4 separate regions of the Mus musculus genome follow, and all the other regions are linked to region 2. A link is a contact called in public promoter capture Hi-C data. All regions are on one chromosome and are shown on one strand. Each heading gives the region's core, a stretch centred on a gene start, on an enhancer-like site or on the middle of the called end of the contact. The rest is flanking DNA. Distances are from core to core; before and after follow the strand shown.

What was found. Promoter capture Hi-C pulls out the DNA fragments that hold promoters and counts their contacts.
Region 1: a contact with region 2 is called in a promoter capture Hi-C map of pre-B cells. The contact joins the promoter of Cst3 here to the promoter of Kif16bos in region 2. A contact is called at or near these places in 1 of 39 promoter capture datasets (pre-B cells) and 1 of 484 Hi-C or Micro-C datasets (CD4 T cells).
Region 3: a contact with region 2 is called in a promoter capture Hi-C map of pre-B cells. The contact joins the promoter of Nxt1 here to the promoter of Kif16bos in region 2. A contact is called at or near these places in 2 of 39 promoter capture datasets (cranial neural crest and pre-B cells) and 1 of 484 Hi-C or Micro-C datasets (CD4 T cells).
Region 4: a promoter capture Hi-C map of pre-B cells shows a contact between it and region 2, with 4 times the contacts expected there. The contact joins the promoter of Plcb4 here to the promoter of Kif16bos in region 2. A contact is called at or near these places in 1 of 39 promoter capture datasets (pre-B cells) and 2 of 484 Hi-C or Micro-C datasets (CD4 T cells and CD8 T cells).

Annotation. Positions count from the first base shown.
Region 1 is chr2:148,873,191-148,876,988 of GRCm38.p6, forward strand. Cst3 (cystatin C) reads right to left here and starts at 2,322. Exons shown (of 3, transcript NM_009976.4): 1 at 1,963-2,322. The coding sequence starts at 2,187.
Region 2 is chr2:142,901,044-142,904,760 of GRCm38.p6, forward strand. Kif16bos (kinesin family member 16B, opposite strand) reads left to right here and starts at 1,922. Exons shown (of 2, transcript NR_131921.1): 1 at 1,922-2,198; 2 at 2,312-2,529. Kif16b (kinesin family member 16B) reads right to left here and starts at 421. Exons shown (of 26, transcript NM_001081133.2): 1 at 282-421. The coding sequence starts at 328.
Region 3 is chr2:148,670,517-148,674,166 of GRCm38.p6, forward strand. Nxt1 (NTF2-related export protein 1) reads left to right here and starts at 2,099. Exons shown (of 2, transcript NM_019761.6): 1 at 2,099-2,319.
Region 4 is chr2:135,657,309-135,660,953 of GRCm38.p6, forward strand. Plcb4 (phospholipase C, beta 4) reads left to right here and starts at 2,239. Exons shown (of 39, transcript NM_001355153.1): 1 at 2,239-2,422.

The DNA of each region.
Region 1 (3,798 bases), core at 1,072-3,571, 6.0 Mb after region 2:
GTAGGGAAGGCTGTTCTAGGAGCCTAGGTTTGTTCTCTGAGCATAAGCAAAGGCTCTGGGCTGCAGTGTGGGATTAACTCAATTCTGCTGACTGTGGCTCCTCAGGCTCAGACACGACAGCACTGGTGGAGAGCCAGCCATTCCCCATACACAGCCTAGAGAGAACATATTTATTTACCTAGGACTCCTTCCTTTCAGGGACAAGAGGACATGGGATGCTTCACACACGGGGATGTTTCAAGTCAGAGGGAAGAGCACTCTTAAATGATTTCTCCTTCAGAGAGACTCTCCAGAATTTTCTCAAGCATGTCATTTCCCTGTAGGTCTTCCATTTGCAATTTAAGAATAGCACTTATCCCTCTCCCCATAATGGGGCACACCAGATCAACTTGTCAGAAATGGGAAGCACAAACTGAGGGACATAGGTCGGGGTGGAGGGGTACAGGGCTCTGTGTATTGATTGCCCCGCAGGACCAAAAACAGCTCTGGATTTGGGAGAATGTCCTGATTTTCCTACTAGTTAAAGGAGACCTGCAGACCAAAGAACCTACAACTCCTTATACTTTGCTCCATCTGTTGCCACAATTAAGAGGTGCACTGGCCCTCAAGGTCCAAGGCAGCTGGGAAGTGGAGTTTTCTCAAGGTTGATCCCAGCAGCAGGAGAAAAAAATGGAGCAGGATTTAACTCGTTTGTATTTTCAAGAGAAGGTAGAAATGAGCTCTACACACTGGCATACAACTCTTTGTCGTCTAAAACCTGGGCTTCCTTTGGGTCAACTTTGGGGCTTTAGCAGCTCCTGCAGCTAGCTCCTCTGTCAGAGTCTAAGTCTAAGGTAGTCTGTCCATCTACTCAGTGGGTGGAGGGTGATTAGAGCTATCTTGGGGGGTAATTAGCAAAACCCCTGAGGGATATCCCGAGGATATTCCAGGGCCACAAGAAGAGGGAAGCAAGGCTTCTTAGAACAACTAGACAGCACCTTCTGAGAAGACACAAGGGGACCTGCCTGGTGACCTGCACCAACATGACAGCCAAGAAACTCAGACACCAATCTACACAGTTATGTGTCCCTTAAGGATAGAGGCTCCTTCTGAGAAATGTGCCCTGGCCACACTGTGTACAAGCTAATACGGCTGCAGCATCAAGGGGTTGTTTAGCTTTGAGGTTCACCCATCACAAACCGAGTCATGGCTGAAGGGAGCCTGACTGTGTGGTACAGGACTGATCACCACAGCTGTCTGGACCATTCTACAGTGCTACCAAAACAGCAAGGCAGCACAGGCAGTGCTCAGAGAAAAAGACAGGCTGCCAGACTGGATAGAAATGGCCCTTGCTAGCAGAGTCCATAGTGGAGACCAGCAAACTGAGACTTTGAGTGAAGGACCTGAGTGTTCGTGGGTTCCCAATTTTCCAAATGGAATCTTGGGTATGTAGAGAATGCCCTTGTTTTCCGGAAGTGTTGACTCTGAAAGTATACACAAAAATAAGTGACTATAAACACACACCCACGTACACGTGCTCCTGAGTAGAGCAAGGAGATTGGAACATGGCCAAGTGTTTACTGGAAGGATGGGGTGAAATCTGCCGTCTGTCAGAATGAGTTTCAAGTAGCGCGATTAAGTGAAGCCAGATCATTAGCAGTTGACATTGACCCCAGGCGGCTAAGGGAGGTGAGCTCCGCCCAGGGAGCGTTTGACCTACATCCTTAGTACCTTCTCTGGGTGGCCTTTTGGAAACAGAGCTAGGAGGCCCACCCGCTGGGCTCTTCTGAGTTCCAGAATAAACAAAAGATGAATGTTAACACAATGAGTAGACCAGAGAAGAAAGGAAGAGAGAGGACCGCTCCCATAAGAAGCAAAGGTGTTGATTAACAACTGCAGATGCAAACCGCGCCCTAGCTAGGGGTGCCTGGGTGGGAGCGGCCTGGAGACGTCGGGAGAGCAGGGGACAGCAGGGACACGTACCTGCTTACGAGCTCTCACCACCTGTATGGCGCGGCTGTGGTACGCATCGTTGCTGCCCTTGTTGTACTCGCTCACAGCGAAGTCCAACGCTCGCCGCACGCCTTCCTCATTGGCATCTGCCTCCTCCGGGGCTCCCAACATTCGCGGGCCTTGTTTTGGGGTCGCCGCCCAGGCCACGGCCAGGACGGCCAGCAGGAACAGCAAGGAGCGCAGCGGGCTGGCCATGGTTGGCTAGGACAAAGGGATAAAGCTCCAACAAGACTCTGAGTTGGTGCAGAACAGACGCTGCTACTCCGTGCGACTTTTACCCAAATGCGAGCGTTAGGGACCCGCCCGCCTCTCCTGGCTCCTCCTTTTCCGGCGGCCACCCTCCCTTTTCCGTCTGCCCCCTAGCGGGCCCCGCCTCCTCTTCCGAACGGCCCCGCCCTCCCTCTGCTTCAGTCAGCTGCTAGTCTGTTCTTGCCTTGTAGGTCAGATACCTCTTAAAGAGCTGCCAGATTCCCATTCCCTGCTGAGCCTCCCCTCCCCCATCCCTGCCCCGCCTCTCCCTTCCTTCTTCACTCTTAGCTTTCTGTTCTTACCAGTTCCTCTTCTGTGCCCTTTTCCACAGCTTCCCCTTTTACTCCAAGTTCCCTGTTTCATGAAGTGTGGTTTCACCAGAGAAGTTGGTCATTGCTCTCTGGACCCTAAAATGCCAGTGACATCTGAACCCTGTTTCTCCAGAAAGGAAAAGGGCAACGAGTCTTTAATTTCCTGCATCTTCAAAGTTCAGCCTCGATCACTTGATGGAGAGCAGGGTCACTATGTGGGAATGCTCGGAGCAGGGCTATTATTTCATTTTCCTGAAGGCCCTGTCCTAAGATACTTGTCAAAGGAAAATAAATTGATCTTGGGGGAGTGGGGAAGTGTGCAGCATTCTGTGTAACTACTCATTATCCTTAAAGAAACCATCCTAGGCTTCTTCCTAGACCAGGCCACTCTAGGGCCTGGAGATACCACAGGAGGCCAAGCCCCGAATGGATATTGTAACAGGCTGCCCAGTATATCCATCTAAGATGAACCCATGTGTCTTTTATGCTTCCTAGTAGACAGGTTAAAAACTACGGTATGAGGCTGGGTATGATGGCGCATGTATTTAATTCCAGTACATGGAAGGCAGAAGTAGGTAGATCTGTGTTCAAGACCAGCTTGGTCTACATCTCTGGTTCCAGGCCAGCAAGGGCTACACAGTGAAATCTTAGAAGAAAAAGAAGAAGGAGGAGGAGGGGGAGGGGGAGAGGGAGAGGGAGGGGGAGAGGGAGAGGGAGGGAGAGAGGGAGAGGGAGAGGGAGAGGGAGAGGGAGAGGGAGAGGGGGAGGGGGAGGAGGTGGAGGAGGAGGTGGAGGAGGAGGAGGAGGAGGAGGAGGAGGAGGAGGAGGAGGAGGAGGAGGAGGAGAAGACAGGGCTACACAGTGAGACCCTCTTGTTAAAAAACAAACAGACAAATCAGTGATAACAAAACCCAAATATTGAAGTCTTTAATACGTTTTATTTAACCTATCAAATGTAATTTCAATATATAATAATAACTCTTAAGGAAACAGATTATATTCCTTAATGTGTATAGTAATCCTTTAGAGTCTGTGTATATTTGTAACATTTAGGACCAATGTTCACTCAGTCTGACCCCCCTTTCCACATCTGCTAACTGCTGATGCTGGTGGCTATAGTACTGCATAAGGTTTAAGCTTTAAAGTTTAAGGTTTGTGCTAGTGGTAGTATGGGAGGTGATCAATAATTAAGATCAGATGATTATAATGCTCTGTAGAAAGTGAGATAGGGGGAGCAAGAGATGGG
Region 2 (3,717 bases), core at 672-3,171:
CACTTCACCAACGTGGTTCCTTGGTGTTTTTTTTTTAAAGGGCGAGCAAGAGAGCCTCACGTTCTGGGATGGGGACTGTACATGGAAATCTCCCCGGCCTCGCGGACACTTCCCCTCAGAGTCCCCTTCAACGCGGGAGAGCTTTGCCCTTCAGGACCGCCAAGGCCACTGGCACGGCCAGGTGGGTCAGGGGTTTGTCCCTTTCAATCCAGACCGGCCTCTGAGCGGGGCTGCCCGGGGTTGGGGTGTGGCGAGGGTGGGGGGCGGGAGGCCCCACTCACCTGCGATTCATGGGCCGGACTCTCACGGCCACCTTGACCGATGCCATAGCTCATCCCGGCCCGGCCCGCGGGGGCTTCCAACAGGCCTGCGCCCCGCGGCCGCCGGCCACTCCAGCGACTGTGCCCGTGCCCGCGCCCCCGCCCACTTCCCTCTCACCCGCCCCTCGGCTAGGGCCGACCTGGAGTTGCTAGGCGGCCACACCTGCCAGGCCACTGAGCATGCCCAGAGCGGCTCCGGCCCGCGTGATCCACGCACCGGGGTTTGGCAGCTGCCTACGGCGCGAAGGGGCGGGGCCCGGAAGTCTGGGCCCCGCCTCTTCGGTGGCCACGCCCCAGCGCAGCCCCACCTCGAAGTCAATGGCAACCGGCTGTGCTGTCTCTAACTCGGAAAGTCAAACCCAGTCAGGCCCAGGACGATCACTGCATTTAGAGCATTCTCAAGGAAACCGAGGAATGGACTACCGAAAACGAGCATTGCAACCAATAACATGGTCCTGACTTTATACGGCCCGTGCTCGTCAACTCATCTGTCTTGTTGAGAAGCGAAAGGTCGTGGAGAACTCTGAGGGACTGCTCTGTTTCTTCAAAGAGTTCTAAGCATGTGTTCTGAACCACAAAATTTAGGGTACCAAGAAAACAAAGGATCGAGGATTTTTTTAGGCAGATAGAAATGTCGTTATATTGGTTGGAATCATATCTAAAGGGAGTTTTTGCATTTTGGGGACAGTTTAGCAATTTAACTTTAGTCATTGGATCAAAAGTGAGGACACCCGCTTTCTTCTTTCTTTCTTTCTTTCTTCTTCTTCTTCTTCTTCTTCTTCTTCTTCTTCTTCTTCTTCTTCTTCTTCTTCTTCTTCTTCTTCTTCTTCTTCTTCTTCTCCTTCTCCTCCTCCTCCTCCTCCTCCTCCTCCTCCTCCTCCTCCTCCTCCTCCTCCTCCTTCTCCTCCTTCTCCTCCTTCTCCTTCTCCTTCTTCTTCTTATTCTTCCCTTTTTTTTTATGAGCTAAAGCCCCTGGCATCAGTGATTTCTTACCGGGCTATCTCCCTGTAAATTCATTCAGTTAACCCTATGCCTTCACCTGTAAGTCACCTGCTGGACACAAAAACTCCAGTATCAACTATCTTCCTCCTGCCCCAGTCAGGGTCGCTCAAAACTTACAGACCAGCCTTCCTCCTGGACCCTGATCTCCTGCCTTTGCACTTGCTGATGGAGTATAAAGCAAGCCTACTGACTTGCTCCTCCTCACCCTCGAGGTCTCTAACGACCACAATGGAACATTCTGTCCTCAAGACCAGCATATCCCCGCTATTATTTCACTCCCGGGCAGATGACTTCGGTTCAAATGGTCTCTAGAAAGCTTAGATGTGATGCTGCTTAAGTCCCTGAGGGGAGCCGAAAAAGTCTCCCGGGTTTTTGGCTCGAACTCCAATACTAGCTTTGAGTCTTCCAGTCTGCCTCGCCTGCTAAACTGGAACTCCAAGGGTTTAATAATAGACTAAGTGAAATAATACGACGGCCAATGTGTGGTCCACTAGTACCAGGAGTCCTCATCTCAGCTTTCCTAGAACCCTTCAAGGTAGGGTAGAATCAGAACGTCCCCTTTGTTCGGAGTCCTACAAAGCCTGGACTAAGGCGCTTACAAGTTTAGAAATGGGCGCAGAGTCAGCCAATCAAGGGCGGGAAAACTCGGAGGGTTGAAAATGGGGCGCATGCGCAATAGCAGAAGCAGCGGGCGGGTCCAGGCACAGCCGCCAGCCAGGCTGCACCCGGCTGTGGCAGCCACGGGCAGGGGCGGAGCCCGCCGTATATGGGAGCTGCTTGGGGACAAACTGTGTAGGGTGCGCTCTCGGGCGGGCAGGGCTTCAACACCCTACCAGCTGTAGAGTCGCTGAGAGCAACCAAGACAACCAAGAACAGGTGTGCGAATTCTGCACTCAACTGCAAATCACTTGTTAATGTGAGTTCCTGTTCCTGGAGGTTTTGCTTGTCCAGTTTGGGCTTATGCAGGCCATTCTATCCATAATTTCCAGCAGCCTACACGTGTACATAATCCTCTGATTCCAACACCACCTTGCGATTTGACACAACCGACAAAGTGCTGCGGCCCACGGAACACGAACAGCAAGCCTGCGGATTTTAAACTAGAAGCAGCGAGGTTTCTCGCCAGAGAAATGACTGAACAGCCACCCCTTGATTAATTTACTCTCTGCACCAAGAAAAATGAATAAACAGGAAGGTTTTTAAGGGCTTGCTCATCTTCTCAAATTCCAATGAATCTCTGGTACCCCTTTCATTTGTTTCTGTCTTTAGAAATTTTAGACTTTTTAAAGTCTTCCAGGACTTAACCTGCACAGAAGCTTCCTCCGGAAGTCAAGTGTGAGGCTCCCCGCGTGAGGCTCCCCATTGACTAACTGCTAAGCACAGCATCAGTTTGGTAAGGACAACTGCCAGGAGAACTGTTACTCAGAAGAATCACCAAATAAAGTCTCTTAAAGCTCCTGAACGTGTATGGGGGGGGGGGGATTACCTCTATATAGTCTCCTCTAATTAAAATAAAATGTGCAGCTGTAGTAACATCTGAAATTTTGATGATACTGGAAATCACAGATATTTAGGGACTGTTGCAGCTCTCTCAGATTGTTCTTCCTTTTTTATTTTGACTTTGAAATTAGGCCAGTTGTGAAGCTGATACTATAACTTGTTATTTAACAAAAGGACACATAACTTCATTATATTTATTTTCTATACTGTGGTTCTTGTTCAGAAACATTGGTTTTTGTTTTGGATCTCATATCGTTTACATGATGGATGTAAAACAGTTATTCTGGGGCTGGAGCGATGACTCTTGCCAGTTAAGAGCACTTGATGCTTTTGCAGAGGATGGGGACTCCGTTCTCCGCTCCTACATCGGGCAGTTTACAACCATCTGTAACTCTAGGTGATCGAATGTTCTTTCCCAGCCTCTGCCAGCACAGGTGCACACTACACACACACATTCAAAAGTAAGTCAGGCATGAATATGTAAAGGCGTGTGTGTGTGTGTGTGTGTGTGTGTGTGTGTAGGCAGGAGGTGACTGTTTTGCAGTAACATTCTGAACTTCATTTATTGTTGAATTTCTTGCTGGTCCTTTTTTTTTAAGATTTATTTATTATTATAATAATACACTGTAGCTATCTTCAAATGCACCAGATCTCATTATGGGTGGTTGTGAGCCACCATGGGGTTGCTGGGATTTGAATTCAGGACCTTCAGAAGGGCAGTCAGTGCTCTTACCCACTGAGCCATCTCGCCAGCCCCTTCTTGCTGGTTCTTAAGCGACCTTATCATTTCCAAATAGGTATTGGTGATTTACAGTCCCTAAGTCTTAACAACTTCAGTACAAAGTGAGAAAACCCAAAACACTATGTTGATTTCACTTCAAAGCATTTAAATCAT
Region 3 (3,650 bases), core at 849-3,348, 5.8 Mb after region 2:
TTGGGTAACAAATCCCACCGATCTGTCATATGGTTGTTCCAAATGTAAAAGCCAATCATTTCCTTAGGACTGTTGGCAAATGAAGTTACTGTGTACATAAAGTATAAAACATAATTCAGTTCTATTTCTGGATGCTAATTTGGACAGAGACCCATGTGAAGCTCTTCCCAAGAATATTATTAGTGTTCGTGCTTTACAGAGGAGGCAGCTGGTTACCAGGTAGGCAAACTCACATCACAATCACACTGATGATACCCAAAAGACACAGTGCTGAAGCTGCAAGTAACTATGTGTATGCCCAGCTTTCAACACTGACTCTAGAAACTGCCAAGTCCAAAATTGAAGAGTGGGCAAAGATTTTGCTTAGCATGCTGAGCAGGCCTTGTGTTCAACCACCATTACACAGACACTCACACATACACTGAAGGTGACAGTCCTAACACTCACTGACGGTCTGGACATGAGATATTATTTATGTCAAGTTGACAAGGGATGGATTGTAGTGGTTATTCCTGGTTGTCAGTTTGGCTATATCTGGAATGAACTACAATCCAGAATTGGAGGACACACCTGTGATCCAGATCTTGAGGCTGGAAGACACAAGTTTCTAACCTGCATCTTGGCATGGAGATTTTGGGGCATAGTGGCCATGAAAAGTTTAGGCTAAACAAGGTAGTACACACCTTTAATGCCAGGAGATTGAGGCAAGGAGAACCCTGACTAATATGGGGGTGGTGGAATGGTGGAGGAGGGGGAGGGGGAGGGGAGAGAAAGAGAGAGAGAGGGGAGGGGAAGGGGAGAGAAAGAGGGAGAGGGGGGAGGGGTGGAGGAGAGGAAGGGGAGAGGGAGAGAGAGAGAGAGAGAGAGAGAGAGAGAGAGAGAGAGATTCTATCCTCTAGAGAACCTTGACGAATACGCTCAACTGTGTCAGTGGCCAGTCCTTTAGAATCAGAGGCATCTCTAATCTCCCAAATTCAAGGGCTACTGAAAGAATAAAGGTCAAGTTCTCCCTCAGGAAAAGTCCTGGGACCTACCACTACTTTATCCCCAGGTTTACTACATATTTTTGTGTAACTACTGCTCCAAAGGCACTTATTCATCCTTGAAACTCAGACTCCAACTTAATTCTTTCAATAATGAAAACTTTTCACTCACTTAACTCCAGTGGGAAGTGACCTATATTGAACAGCCATTCTCGTTTCTTAAATCTAAAAACAAATGTTCCCTTAGTAACATGAGCAAAAGGAGCCGAGAGGTTGGTAACAAAATACAGATTAAAGTACTTAATTGAACAAAGCCACTTACAAACAGCTCTCCTAGCCGGGCAGATGAAGCAAAGAATCAGGTCTCAGCAAAGTTAGCTCTTTGGGTTTTGATACACGAAGCAGTTTCCCAATTTCCCACGCGAAATGGCTCCATTTCTATGCTAGGTATCTAGACAGCTCCAGATTAAAACAAATTCAGTGTCTTAAATGAGGTGGTACTGCGCCGCAGCTGGAGCCAGCAGGAAACTCAATTTGCACTGCATAGAAAGTCAACTACCATTGTCCCCTTGCCCGCCTCTTCGACCTCAGTTCTCACTAGACTAAAATTTGTTCTCTTATAAGTTCATCTGCTTGTCAACTCTAAGTAGCTTCACCTTAGGAAGGGTGCGCTCAGCTAAGATATTTGACCATATTTGACCACAAGGACTTCCACAGACTCTCAGATTTAGCCTTCCACCGGGTTCCTACACTACGGGTGTCTATGTGCTGGGTTCAGTCCAGAGCCTTATTGAAGCCATGCTGTTGTCTCCCTAGTTAGCATCAACCAGTGAAGCTCCACGTTGAAGCTTCACGAGTCTCCACAAGATATCATCCCAACACACACAGAAGAAGGGAGCCAGATCTAGCAAAGACAGATATCTCTTATTAACCAAGCCTTCCACAGCTAAGCGCGTTGACTCCACCCTCTCCACAACATCCAATCAGAGCTCCCTCAACCGGATCTTCTAGGATAGTGCCTAACCCGGAACCTACACTGTCTTTGCCGCCACACCTGGGCGGAGCCAAGTTTTCTACTGGCTCGCGTAGCTGCCCGTCGCGGGGAGGCGGGAGTCGACGGGAACCGGGATGCTAGCGCCTGCGCACATTGCAGCTTGCGGCGCGCGGGAAGCCACTACCGGCGCTTAACCGTTCCTCGCCTCCTGGACGTCGGCTTCTCAGGCGGAGCCTCTGGGAGGAAGAGGAGAACAGGAGAGAAACTCTTCTGGCCCGGGACCGCGACCGGGGCGGAACCCGGGACCGAGTCGCCTTGGCGGCGCTGACCGAGATCGAGCAGGTAAGTGAGCGCTCCTGCCTGGCCGTCTGGCAACGCCGCGGCACCAGGGACCTCTTCCCTTTTCTTAGGCTCAATAAGACATGGATGTTGTCCTTTCCTCCACGTGGTGTCTCTGCAACCTGGCATCAGGCTTTTTTATGTGCAGAACCGTGGCGGTGAGTTTGCCATACCCGGAGGAGAGCAGCAGTTTGGGGCCGGGGGATGTAAGAAGCGACTCCCAGCTGGAAATGAGGCCCGGGGCACGGCTGCCGTTTCTGAGGTCCAACTCCAGGAAACTACAGTATGAACCATGGGAGTGGAGCATCTTTCTGACTCTCACTCTACTATGTTTCGGTCGTACTGCTCTCTCCTTAAGAGAGAAAGATGACCGGGTTCTGTGGGTAGCTGAGGACCAGAAATAGGGGTGATCATCTTTGGGGGCGTGACCAATGTTAGGGCGAAGCATTGTGGCCTAAAGAAGTGGGGATGAGGTGGTTGGACAGAGAAATATGGTTACCTTGGAGAACATTGTTAAGCCAGCATCCCTAGAGCTGTTTTCATATAGAACTGCTTTCAAAAAAATCCTGGAACTTAGTAAGCATAGCTCTGACTCCCTTGCTTCCGTAGAATGAAGCAAGTAAGTTTGTAACTCTTTTTGTAAAGTTGTTACAGTGACTTGTGCAATGATGATTGAGGGAATGTACCTAAACTACTAAGCAAACAGCACTTCAGATTGATTGTTGAGTCGGAGGACCTTGGTGAGAGAGTGGCAAGAGCAGTATCAAGCTGGCTCCGAATTCATCTATAGGGCCAGCTTCCTCCTTGCTCTGTGTGGAATCCATCGTTCATAAACTGATAAGCTTAAAAAAATGAAACCGGGCATGGTGGCGCACGCCTTGAATCCCAGCACTTGGGAGGCAGAGGCAGGCGGATTTCTGAGTTCGAGGCCAGCCTGGTCTACAAAGTGAGTTCCGGGACAGCCAGGGCTACACAGAGAAACCCTGTCTCGAAAAACCAAAAAAAAAAAAATGTTGGCCCAGGCATGGTCGTGCACACCTTTATTCCCAGCACAAAAGGCAGAGGCGGATGTCATGAGTTCAAAGCCAGTGTGGTCTACATAGAAGTGGCAGAAATACATAGAGAGAACGTGTCTCAATAAAATAATAAAGGCTCTTGAAATGAAAAAGCATGTGTTCACAGCTTAAAGTTTTAAGCTTACTCTGTAGAGACCCTGTTTCTGGAAATTGGCAAATAATATAAATTACTTGTGTCCTATTTTCAGTAATATTGATCAGTACTAGGTTCTTTTAAGTGGAAATAGTTAACCATAGAAAAAATTAGCAGCCATTCCT
Region 4 (3,645 bases), core at 989-3,488, 7.2 Mb before region 2:
TCTTTGAAATGGCCATTCTGTTTTTCATAAACTACTATAAAAAGCGCAGTGTATGAAGTACTATCTTAAGTTGGGACTGGCGTTTCTTGCTGCTGGAGTTAGCAGCTTGCTGTATGAAACCCATGCAGAAGCATCTTGTGTGTGTGGCTGCAGCGAAGAACTGCTCGGCTGATACCAGTCCCAGGAGCGCATCCAGAGAAAGGTGAGCACTCAGTAATTGTTTCAGGCTATGGTGTGTTGGTGGTTTTGTTAGCCATCAAAGACCAACTAATTAACTATATTTGAGTATATTATGTACTAAGTTCTACTGCTAAGAACTGTCAGTCACATAAGTGATAGCTTCTAGCTCCCCTTTCTGGGGATAATATTTGAGGCACATAAGACATACAAGAGAAGGCCTGAAGGACTGGTTTGAGTTTAGCTATACTATTTATTGGCTGCTCAACCTGGGGCAAATTCCTTACCCTTTCTGAGCCACAGCTTTCTCACATGCAGGGAAAGCAGGCCTAAAATACTACCCCAAGCCCTCAGCTTACAAGCAGCAATATCAGAATGAGTTGTTAGAGATGGAGAACATATGATTTTACTTCTGTCTTGTCTAATGAAAATCTGCATTTTAAAAAGCCTTTCAGGCAGTTCATGTGCCCGGTTTGCGGCACTCTCAAAAGCAGTCTTAACACACTGGCATGAAGACCCTGACCAGTGCAGTATCAGCTTTCTCTGGCATCTTTATTCTCTTTTTAACCTTGGTGGAAAAGCTGATCTGGCTTAGTGAATGTTTCTGTAGGTTTTGTCACAGACAGGCAGGCAGACACTGCAGAAAAACCTTTTTCAAGGCTAACTTAAATCTGAAGCTTTGTGTTTGGCTAGAGAGTGGTCAGTAGCTCTCAGTCCATCTCCCTTAAATTGGTAAATTATTTTTTTCTTTCTCGTTTTGAGACAGGGTTCAGGTTGGTCTTGAACCGACTGTATAGTTTAGGCTGCTCTGTAAACTAACTGGGATTACAGGCATGTACCATCACACATCACACTAGTTGATCAACTTTTGGTGGTTATTTTCTTTCTATCCATGCTGAAACGGCCAGAATGAACGAAGGGTGCGACACTTTGGGGTTTTCAACTGCTGTATCCACGGTGCCTGGACTGTTCCTTTGTGCCTACACTTCTGCCCTCTTCTCCATTTTTTTTTTAAGCTAACCTCTAAACCGACCCCTTTCCTCTTGACCCGCCAGCCCAGTTCAGGCAGCTGAGCATGCCCAGTTCAGCCGCCAGCATGGGCCCCAGTCCCCAGTGCGCAGGTGCCACGTCTCCGGGTTTTGGTGGCCGCCGCCAGGCAGGAGAGGGAGGAAGCCGAGTGGCCTCGGTAGGAGGAAGCCCTCGGGGAGTTCCGGAGCGGCTCCAGTGTAGGGTCTCCACAAAGGGTGACGCTGGATGCACATGGCCAGGCCGCCTCAGCAGGACTTCGGGCACCCGGGTGTCGGTTCAAAGGACAAGGAGAGCTGGCCACAGCGATCCCCAGCATCCCTGGAACCGAAGTCTGGGGGGGGGGGGTGGAGTGGGGTGCACGTCTCAGGATCACTTGGGGGAAGACTTTGGAAATCACTTTCTGGCTCAGTGTGAGCCCGTTGTAGTACTTCCTCCGGCAGATTGTTTTTCGGGCTGAATGAATAAAATCCCTGTCTCACAGTGCCTGCTGCAGTGTACAAGCTCTCCGTGTTTGTTCAATGTAACATAGACGAAAGCGCAGTTCCCGCTCCCCGCTCCCGGTTCTGGCTGGCTCGCACCCCCTCCTCCCGGGCCGGGCACCCGCTGAGTCCGTGGCCAGCGGCGCGTGGTGTCCCGCTGCTGGCTCAGCTCAGTCCCCACGGGCGCGCGCCCAGACCCTGCACCGGGAAGGCGGCGGCGGCGACCCCGGGACAGCCAACCCCCACCCCGGCCGGCCCGCGCGGCCCCGGTCCACCCCCAGCCCCGCCGGGCGCCGCACTGGGCATGCTCCGTAGCCCGGCAGGTTGGGGCTGCGAGGCGACGGCTTGGGCTCCAGAGGCAGCGTCGCGGCCGGGAGTAGGGGCGGCGGGCCCGGGGCCGCACGGGGCCCGGCTCGGCGGGAGCGGCGGGCGGGCGGCGCCCTGGGCAGCGGGCGGCCGAGGTGAGCGCAGCGGGGAGGCGCTGGCCGGTGGGGGGCGGAGGCGGCGGAGGGCGGGGCGGCGCCGGAGGGGCTCGGCGGCCGCGGCGGCGGGGAGGGGGTGGCGGCGCGCGAGCGGCTCAGGAGCCGCGCCGCAAACAGGCTCTCACACGCGCGCACACACACACACACACACACACACACACACACAGACACTCACACGCGCGCGCGCGAACACAGCGGGGCTCCCGGAGGCGGCGGTGGCCGCATCCCCGGCAGCGACTCGCCTGGAAGTGACAGGTAGGAGAAGGCGCTTTGGGTCCCGCCCGGGGATGCTCCCGCCGCTCCCAGCCCGCCGGGCTACTCGGCTTCCCGCGGGTGCGTCCCGGACGCGCGCGCGCGCCCCCGGTTGCCCTGCCGGGGACCCGGTGCAGGTGCGGGGTGCGAGGCGTCCTGCGCGGGAGGCAGGGGACCCCGCCGCCACCCGCCTCTCCGGCAATCATCTGCTACTGGGTTTCCTCTGCCTACCCGGACGTTCACCCTCTTCTGCGCTAGAAATAGCTCGGCTCGACGTGTATATGATTATTTTGGTTGGAAATAGTTGGCACTGTGCAACGCATGTAAATGTGTGTGCGTGTGCATCTTCAGCGTCTTCTGGGGACAGCTTACGAATGATAGACCGTTTCCAGTTGACACTGACAGGCTAAGCGCTCCTTCAGGACAGTATCTGGGCCTCCTAAAAGCATGTAAAAGAACATTGCTTTATTTTCAGAAGTTTAAAGTTGTTTTTTCTTAGTCAATTAGAAATTGTCTATATTGTACAATTTTTGAGTTTAGACTCAGTAAACTACTGAATCTAAGTGTGAAAACACAGAATTTTCCAATTGAACAACTCTAGAGTTATAAAGCCAGCATTTCTAGAAAGGCAAATGTCTTATATTCCACAAATATGCATGCATTTGAGATATGACTTTAAAAAAATAACCCTAAACTTCTATAGTGCTTCTTCCTATTTCTCTAAAGCAAGGGGCTTGAGATTTAATTTGGGGCAAAACATTCATGGACAGTCGCCATCTTTTGAAGTAGAAGTGGGATGCATAGTGGTCCATAAATTTAAATTATCCATTGGTGGAGATAATGTGTTGAATAAACATGGCTAGCAGTAAAGTCCATGCACAGGCAGGTGTATAATGCTTTGAAAAAAATTGAATTTCTCTTTTAAGGAAAAATCAGACCATAAAATAAAGATGACCAGGAAGAGCAACCAGTGACTTTTTACCTGGGTGGACTCCCAGGATCTCAGAAAGTGAAGAACTACTCTTTAGGGTAGGAAGATGTGTGTGTGTGTGTGTGTGTGTGTGTAAAATTTCAACTTAATCCTTTTAGTATTTTTAAGACTGATGTTTTTAAAGATGTGTTTGAACTGAGAACCGAATATTTTGAACCCTTCAAACTTTAATATCCTAAGTTGCAGAGTGATACAGAGGATGAGAAATTCCTCTCACTAGGATTTTGTGGTGTAA